2 separate regions of the Zea mays genome follow, and region 1 is linked to region 2. A link is a contact called in public Hi-C data. All regions are on one chromosome and are shown on one strand. Each heading gives the region's core, a stretch centred on a gene start, on an enhancer-like site or on the middle of the called end of the contact. The rest is flanking DNA. Distances are from core to core; before and after follow the strand shown. Region 1 holds the start of LOC103643837 (histone H3.v1). Region 2 holds the start of LOC101202720.

Region 1 (4,975 bases), core at 2,447-4,946, 190 kb after region 2:
ATTAAGTTAGAAACTATGATTAAATAACGATTTAGCAACTTTTTAAAAATATTGTTTATCATTACTGTTCTAGAAGTAGATGCAGTTCTAGTTGTTGCATGCCAAGTATATACCTAGGCGCTGGAGAACGAAGGAAAAATCGTAACCGGAAGATGATCTTTGACATCGTCAGCCGACGAGAGCTTTTATGAGGTAAGATTGTTGGCTACTGAATATCAGACAGAGAAAATATCACGTGACGACCCTCACGTGACGCGCATCACGCGATCCATCGAGGAACCGCCGCCGCACCGGATCGAGCCGGCTATTACTACTGCTCCACACTTTGTCAATCAAAAAAAGGATGCTAGGAGCATTACCCCACGAACTTCAGGATTGGCTGCGCCAGCAAAGGGTAGTGCACTAGTACTAGCGGCAGTAAAAAGTTGATGAGCTTTCGAACTTTGGCATGTCGTCCTCGTCTGGACTGGACAAAGGGCCTGTTTGGTTCAGGGTTTTTCTGATCAGCTTTTCTGAAAATCTGGCTGTGGGAAGAATCTGGCTGTAGAAAGAATCTGAGTATCATTACGATTATGTGTGGAGGAAGATAAAATTGTTCATAGGGCTCAGGATCTAGAAAGTGACAGATTCCTACTATTACAACGACTCAACCGATTATGTGTTTATGTTAATTTTGGATGATTTTTGTCCCAATGAATTTTATAGAAGCTGGCTGAAAAGCTGAGCGTTTGGCAGTCCGCAGCAGCTTTTGATGGATAGAAGCTGTCAGAATCCGAAATAAACAGGCACAAAGCCAAACCACCCAAAGTGCTCGTGCTCCCGTGCGGAACAGTTCTGCCTGGAGTCGGACCCGCCCGCGACCGCGAGACGTCACCGTTTTCGCTTTGGCCACTGTTTCGTCGTAGCCGCACGCAGCAGCTTCGCTCTGGGGCTCTGGCCTCTGGCCTCTGCCAGTTGGTGTCTGGTGTTTGGCGCCTGCGGGGATCCGATCGGGACACGGGACGGCCGCCAGCTCAGTACTACTACCTCGTGTTCGCGGCGGGGGTGCCAGCGTCCCGCGCAGGCCATGCTTCGGCACGGGACCGACGAACCGAACGGGCGCCTCGCCGGCACGGCTTTGCGTGGCGTCCCGATCCCTCTTCCTCCACGCGTGGTCCAAACGTGAAGGCCCCCCAGGGAGGCGGGGATAGCTTTATGCCTCTCAGCGTTTGTTTGGCTTCGGCCAGGCGCGAGTGCGGTTGGACTTTGGACATGGATGGTTCGTCTCTCGGCTCTGCTCGGAGGAAGACGACGACGGCCCTCGTGTGTCGACCATCCGCCGCTCGAGCTCGACGCCAGTCACCCTGTCAGACCTCAATCTTTGGCAACGACCGATCGAACCCAGCTTGTCGGTCTTCCTCTCCTACGTCGAAAAATCCGCACAGGATTTGTCGCTCTGCTTTTGGTTGGCACCAGCGATGCTTTTGGTTGGTGGTTGGATATTCTCATGCGTGGAAAGTGCTCGCTCCGGTTCGCGTGATTCGGCGAGGGTGGCAGATTATCAAATGCCCCAGGTATGAATGAAAAGAAGTAAAGCAGTTTTTTGGTAAGGGATACACACTTGCACTAATTTTGATTTCTTCTTAATTTTTTTAGAAACAAAAGGTAGATTTTTATTGGCAGCATGGAAACTTGAAAAAGCCTTCTCTTCTGATTTAGGCCCATGGGTCACCTACTGCATAACACTACCACCAGCCCATGGGCTCCCACGCCTTGTAGTTGTAGGCCCCCAACAATCTGCCCGCGCGCAACGTGAAGAGCATCATATCATCATAACCCCCAATGATGGGCACGGCAACCCGCCCCAGAAACCGATCTTTTTCCATTTTAGCCCTTTATCGGAAAATAAATCATGTTTAGACTCTAGAAAAATTTAACGTCATTTTTGGACCCTTTGCTCGACCTCATAGCCTATGGTGCCGAGGTAACACAGGTGCTATGGCGCCGACGTGGCACCGAGCTCGGCGCCAAAATCTATGGCGCCAAGCTGGGTTTTTTGTAGGCACAAAGCCCGTCTAGCTTAGTTGGTAGAGCACAAGGCTTTTAACCGGTTGTGGGTTCGAGCCCCACGGTGGACGTTTAATATTTTTTTTTGTCTTTGTCACTGATTTTTTTTGTCTAGATTTTTCGTTTGTCATTGATTTATCCGTCCAGATTTATTTCTCATCCAAAATTCTTTGCTAGCACTACATTTGTCGATTGAGGAAACACACAAAAACCCACTACAATACTGTCATGAACGTTTCAGCACGTACTTAGCCATACGGGTGGCTATATGATGTGTTCTTGACTGATTGCCTGTCGAGTCCGGCCAATTCCTTTTGTTTGACAAACAACATCATGCATCGGAAAGTACGAGTACGACGAAAGAAATGACATTGGTTAACGCGAAGGTTCAAGAACAGGAAGCCGCTAAATAAACCCAACTGATCATCATCACAATAAAAAAAACGCTAACGGCGCCACATATAGGATGCAGACGTGCGGTGAAATAGTCAAGTCAACATATATTAGACCAGAATAATGAACCGCTGCATGCAGCATCTCCCAGAAGGATCTCTGGACTTCTCTGCAAGCAAAGCAGGAAAGCTAGCTAGCGTGCATGCTTACAAAATGCTCCATTTCGGCAAGTGTTTTGGCATTAGATGTGGTTAACATTTGGAACAACGTTTGGAACACCGGCGTTGGCCGTCTTTGTGACTGATTTGTTTATTTATCCAGATATTTTTTGTTTTTGTGACTGATTTATAAGAAAAACAAAAAAACTGGATGAGAAATAAATCTGGACGGACAAATCAGCGACATAACCGAAAAATCTAAAAAAAACAAATCAGTGACAAAGACAAAAGGTATTGAATGTCCACTGTGGGGCTCGAGCCCACAACCACAATACCACAAGGTTAAGAGCCTTCCGTTGTACCGATTAGGCTAGATAGGCTTTATGGTTACACAACCGAGTTCGACGTTATAAATTTTGGCGTCGAGCTCAGTGCCACGTTGATGGCGGCGCTGTGTTACCTCGATGCCATAGGATATGACGACGAGCAAATGATCCAAAAATAACATTAAACATGATTTTTTAAGGGCCAAAATGCAAAAAAAAAAAAAAAAATCGGCCGCAGAAACGCGAAAAAGTCCACCGCACCCGATGAACCGAACGGAATCCCCAGGCATCCAGTCCAGAGCCGTGACCGCAACTAACCCCTACCCACACGTAGAGATGGCAACGGGTACAAACCCGCTGGGTTTTGCCGTCCCAAACCCGTACCCGTGAAAAATATCTATGCCCATTAAAAAACCCGTACCCGTGACGGGTTTGAGATTTTGCCCAAACCCGTACCCATCGGGTTAACGGGTACCCATGGGTTACCCACGGGTTTCATCTCCAATATAATTATCTTCTCATAATCAATAAGTATCATAATGATTAATGATATCATGATCCAAAATCTATGTAATAAACAACGAGTTCATGATTTGGTATAAAAATTATTAGTAGAGAGAATGAAATACAAATAATAAGTTGTATAATTAAGTGACCTTGCACTAAGTTATCCATCCACCACATATATAACGCTAGTAAAAACTATAATAGCAAGCAAGCAACACTCTCACCGATTACTGATACATTCACCAATTGTTAAAAATTATGAAGCAAATAAGGAATAACAAGTTTCTTGTTCGTTTATAAAATAAAATGACAATATGCACTAGGTTTGGTCGGGTTTAAAAAACCCACGGGTTCACGGGTTTGGGTACTATAGGAACAAACCCGTACCCATAAACCCGCTGGGTACAGATTTATGCCCATTAACAAACCCACGGGTATGAAAATTGGCCCAAACCCGTACCCTAATGGGGTAAAAACCCATCGGGTTTCGGGTTTCGGGTACCCATTGCCATCTCTACCCACACGCCACACACGCCCACCGCATCGGAGCAGAACCCACCAAACCCTACGTCGCCGCGGCGGTCGGAGCGGGCAGGGACCCTGGACTGGAGGATGGTGGCGATCTCGATGTACCGCGGCAACCTCCACATTGGCGGCCCCGACAGCGGCGCCTCTGCCCCGCGCCGATGGGAGGCGCCCCGGCCGACCCTCGACGTGAAGCGGTTCCGCCGCCTCCTGCGCAACCGCTTCCGTGCTGTCGCGCGCCTCGCCGGGACGCCGCTGGGGCAGGCCTCCCCGTCCTCCTCGGGCATGGATGGCGGCCGTGGCGCCGCGGACCCCGAGCGGGAGGCACCGGACGAGGAGGGAGGAGCGGGCGACGGGGGAGAAGAGGAGCAGGAGCAGTTGCAGCACGACCAGGACCAGGACCAGCAACATCAGGAGGAGCAGGGGAACGTGGAGGCGGAGGCGGAGGATCCGGAACAGCAGGAGGAAGAAGAGGAGGGGGCGGTGGAGGACGCGGACATGGAAGATGCGGGGGAGGTAGTCGTTGATGGCGATGCGGAAGAAGGTCAGGGTGAAAGTGAAGGTGTTGACCCAAAGCCGGAGGAGGAGGTGAGGGCCGTCCGAATTCTTCTTTACCACTTTGGCTTTCAGTTCATTGTTTGTCCATGGGTATCTGTGTGTAATTGCTATGAGACCGTGACACTTAGAATTGCTAATAGCAATCGGAAATTTAGGGAACGCTGTAGATACTGAGACTGTATGTTGCAAGTTAGTCATGAAAGAAATTAAGTATTGCAGTGCGTAGGACTGTAGGAGGATATTGATGGATGCAATTAAGAGTTAAGTTTCCATGAAGGAATTGACAATAATGAGTTCTGGAAGTAGATTCTAGATTAGGCATCTGCGTACTTGTTCAGTCTGGCAAAAAAAAAAATAAAATTGGAAGCTATTTCCTTCTTGCAGTGAAGAATGAATCTTCTGAGATAGATTAGTCAGCACTAAACATTGTAGTTTATAGTTGACCAAAACAGTATTACGTTC
Region 2 (4,713 bases), core at 1,854-4,353:
TCCATAGCGGGTAACGGGTACGGGTTCGGATATCGGATATAAGTCGTGGATATGGATATCCAGAGACACTATCCGCAGATATTTTACCCGTTGCCATCCTTAAGTATTACACAAAATCTTTAAAATGCTATGTGCTACTGACTGTCAGCTTCAGCAAAGCACAGTGCACAGGATAGTGAAGGTGTTCTTTCTCTCAAAATCGATTTCAGTCCAGATGAATTGGATTTCCAAACTAAAAGCTCTGTACCCTTGTTTGCAGACAACAAACGAAGAAAACTCTAGAACATAATACACTGCTGCCATCAATGAAAGATACAATAATGGGCACAACAAATCTAACAATGAAAATGGCAAAAGAAAACTATCAAGGTCACATTTACAGAGCCAGCCATTTTCAACAGTTTGCAACTCAAAGGAGTGTTTCTTCATCTAGTACTATAGAATAATGCACAAGTATGATCATTCAAAGCTATCTTGTCTAATGTAAAATTAACAGAATGGGACAGACCTAGTCACTCAGATATAACATTGTTTCCCCTGAAACATAAGAAAATATCTAAAATTCTATAACTAAAAAAGACACCAAAGTACCAAATCATTCAATATTGTTAAGTTAGATGCTAAAGCCCAAGTGAAACTACATATTTTCGGTACCTAATGCCCTGCAAGAGCCAAGATAGCCACTATGGCCTATATTTTCGGTCCCTCCCCTCCTTTGGTTTTAGCACCAATAGAAGGAACCACTCTTTCTCCGCTACTATCTAACTGTTACATTAGACTCCCAAGCACAATTGAAACTACATATTCTCACTTCTCAGTGCATAATGTCCTGCAAGAGCCAAGCCAAACTGCTAGCCAATAGGTCCCTCCCTCTCCTTTGGTTTCAGCAGCAACAGAAAGTATCTACTCTTTCTCTACTACTACCTCCGTTTTTGAATATTTGTCACCCGCTAGTTCATTTTTGAACTAAACCGCGACTGTGACAAATGAAAAAGAACGGAGGGAGTACTAGCTAACTTGGAACATGACAAGAGAAGTTCAACCATCGTAACCTGGCAGTGGATGTTAAGCTTATGGCCCATAGTTTAACATATCTTATCTCCAAAATAGTCACTGCCAAGTAGCTCTAGGTGAGAAGATTGCGATTTAAAGTAAAATTTGAAACTCCTATATGGGAAGTCACGCCACGAATGCATGACATGTGCTATTTGGCAGTACAGTTAATAAGGACAACAAATGGTTGACTCCTGTTGATCCAAGTGTGCAGCACCCATGAACAATATTAATGCCATCCAACATATCAGCGCCAAGTTAAGTTGCAATGCTTCCAACGTCTGCACTTAACAGTTGAGTTGCAAACACTGAAAATGGGTTTTAGTTCCTGAGAGACCCTCCTTTATAAATTTATAAGGTTGGTACTTGCCTCCTTTCATGTAAGGAAATGAGACCAAGAGAGACAGATGCTGAATCGCTAATGCAGAAGGCAATGCCAACAAATAATAAGAATAATGAAATGTTTGATCCATGGACCGTAATAGCTTCCCAATAGCTTTATTATAGCCAAATATGCAGTCAAATGCATTGATAATCAAATTAGTTCAACAAATATTTAAGCAAAACTCGTTAGAAAAGAACACCTTCAACCATTCTGAATTTTTTTTAAACTTGAAATGGGCATCCCATGATCCCTTAAGTTAAGAACTCCATATTAGATTCTTAGAAACCAACTGTAGTTGAAGCATTACTGCATTAGAGCTACTGTATGTATCATCCTTGTTAACGGTGTGATTGATTCCAAGAATCCCAAAGACTAAAAGCTTTGGAACTCGGTTGTAGTTGCCTAGGGTAATTTAATTGATTGTTAAAATGAACACAAGCAAGGATGATTTTTTCTGTTATTAAACGCTGTGACTCATGCAAACTAAGACAGCAAGCTGTTTTGTTTGCCAAATGATGCTAGTACAATGTCAACACGCTTGTATACCCAAATATACCTAGAATCTATCTTCACAACATCTCCCCCCTCCTCCCCCTTCAGATATGCAGGAGAGATCTTCACAGCATTCCTTAAACAACAAATGATAAGTTCTGTCCCATTTAAACTCTGAGCCAGGCCCTCTGGACCCAAAAAAAAAACATCGCCACATAAAAACTGTATGCATTATTGAACTCGTGAGCATGTTTTACACTAAGATCCATCTGTCACAGCAAGTCAACGACTATAGATAAAGGTAAAACCAGACCTCCAATTTCAAGTGCTCGTTGTGAAGGTCAAATCGGATCTATAAGTCTCAGTGTGAAATCCAAGCACCAAAAACTTACAGATCAAAGTCCTAAGGCAAATCTATATGTATCAGAGCCGCAGAAGAGAACTACTGAACATGAAAGAACCTGAGCGGCAGAGATCAAAATTGAGCCAATATTTCTACCTTACGATTTCATCATCAATCAAGTAAACAAAAGCGGGACTAAATTCCCATCCACGGATCCACCGCCCAACTGGTTCGACACTAGGCAACTTATATAAGAGTAAAGACGTAAAAAATACCTGCGCAACGGGGAGCAGCCCAAGCTCTCCGATGACCCCAGCCGCGCCGCGCAGCTGCGCGCCAGCGCTGGAACCGCAGGTGCGCACCTCGTCAAACATGGAGGCTGATAGCGACTCCGAGACGAAGCCGGCCTGGAACTCGATGGTGCCCTGGTCGGGGTGCGCGACCATCCCCGTGACGTAGACCCAGAGGAAGAGCTTCTTGGCCTGGACGCCGGAGAGGTCCGAGATGGCGCCCCTGGAGAGCTTGCCGGTTATGGTCCTCTCGTAGTAGACGAGGTGGGAGCCGAAGTGGACGTAGCAGGTGCTGGCGAGGTGGATCTCGAAGGCGCCCGTGGCCTCGTCGAAGCTGTAGGAGGTGACGGAGTCCGGGATGAGCCCCTTCGGGAGGCCGTACTTGGGCAGCAGGTCGTTCGCCGCGCCGCTGAGGGACGCGGCGGACGCCGTGGCCGCGACGGCGGCGGCGAGGAGGACGAGGACCACGAGGCGGCGGGGCAGCGGAGACATGGCCGTTGCGACTTGCGAGTTTGGGGAAAAAAGAGTTCTGGTGCTTGCTTTATTTTAGCTTGTGTGTTGCGTTTTGGGATGTGGCAGACTGACTATTATATAGTGCCTTCTTAAACTGGTTCTTGACTATATAGCTATCTGGATTTTGAACGAGTACATTTTTTTTAATACGTATCAAACAAAGTACTTACGTAGCTATGATTAGATACGGCGATGGAGATTTCTCAGAAGTCAGAATATGTTCACACATCACATCATGACTAATCAAGCAAAGACTTAAGATTGTACACTTGCACTACCATTCTTTTCATTCGATTTGTGTGTGTTTGTGTGTATGTTGGCATTTGCATTAGGAGTTGATAAAGAAACACAAGAAGTCCCCTTGGTGTCTCTAAATCCGCTGTGGATTAACACTTGATTTGAGGCTCCCTGTGAATGAAAGAAATAAAGAGTGTGTTTGGTTTGAGGAATGAAGTGATCCATCTTCTTCTTACTCTTCACTTTTTTATTTGGTTTGTGTAATAGAATAGGTTGATCCATCGCCACCCCATTCCTTATAAGCTAATAATTAGCATATATATGAGGAGTGAGTTGATTCTACTAAAATAAATGAAATAAACTTATGATACATCACCTTATAAAGTATAAAGTGACTCTACAAACCAAACACAGCAAAAGAAAGCGAGTCCGTGCAAAGTGATCGACGTCGGCCAGCTTATGATGATGTTTGGCACGAGGTCGCCATCTAGAAGCAGCGGGCCATTACGCTACGTCGTTATCGTTTCAGCTGGAGGGTCCTGATCTGTTCTTCACCGGCCGATTCAATTAATTTCAGCCATCAATCAGTTCAGGATTCTTCACGGATAAATCCGAGATAGAAGTATTCAGGCGACAGCGACCAGGTAGCAGGAGCAGTTGGTCTTGATCGCTAATCCTGTCCTCTAGTACATTGTTTGGACCGCATAAATTTTATAGGACTAGCTATTGTTATCCGTACGAACCGGTGATATGACTCTAAGGGTATGTTCTAATTGTTAGTCTACTAATAAGGTATTAACTGGTTGTTGTGTTAGAGCAGTCCCAACCCTCCACGTCAACTGGTTTCCATAACATTAAATAGACTGCCACATAGGCAAAATGATGATATGGCAAGAGCGTTAATGAAAGAAAGGAAAAAAAATGAAGACACTGAGTCTCATGCAGGAAACCATGTCGGCTCAATCTCCAATGAGCTAGGACACCGCCCCAACACCACTTCTACCATATGTTTTATGGAACTATAGTAAAGCCTCGGATACCATGCACGTAGCTTGCGACCCCTCGGCATGTGTGAGTTTCGCCGTTTGAGTTGGAAGATGTAGTTTCTACAACTTATGTCTTGATGATGTGACAGCATAGACTCTACTTAGGCACAACGGAGGGTTGGGACTGCTCTTAGAGCAGCTATATTAGCTATTGAAGAGATATAATTAAATATTAGTTGGTCTATTAGCTGACTCATTCTAAATCTTCCAACTAATTTTAGCTACTAACTACTTTCTCTATCCTAGAAAATCCTAGAAAATAATAAGTCGCACATATTTTTAGAAAAGTCAACATTTTAAAACTTTAACCAACAATTTAGCAAAAAAACGTATATTTTTATTATATGCATGTTA

Evidence for each region. Hi-C and Micro-C count contacts between places; a contact is called where the count stands out from the background.
Region 1: a Hi-C map of leaf shows a contact between it and region 2, with 9 times the contacts expected there. The contact joins the promoter of LOC103643837 here to the promoter of LOC101202720 in region 2. A contact is called at or near these places in 2 of 25 Hi-C or Micro-C datasets (ear and leaf) and 1 of 3 datasets of contacts at active chromatin or transcription factors (leaf).

Annotation. Positions count from the first base shown.
Region 1 is chr1:269,466,426-269,471,400 of Zm-B73-REFERENCE-NAM-5.0, forward strand. LOC103643837 (histone H3.v1) reads left to right here and starts at 3,697. Exons shown (of 4, transcript XM_008667001.3): 1 at 3,697-4,543. The coding sequence starts at 4,043.
Region 2 is chr1:269,272,444-269,277,156 of Zm-B73-REFERENCE-NAM-5.0, forward strand. LOC101202720 reads right to left here and starts at 3,104. Exons shown (of 2, transcript NM_001327742.1): 1 at 2,549-3,104. The coding sequence starts at 3,055.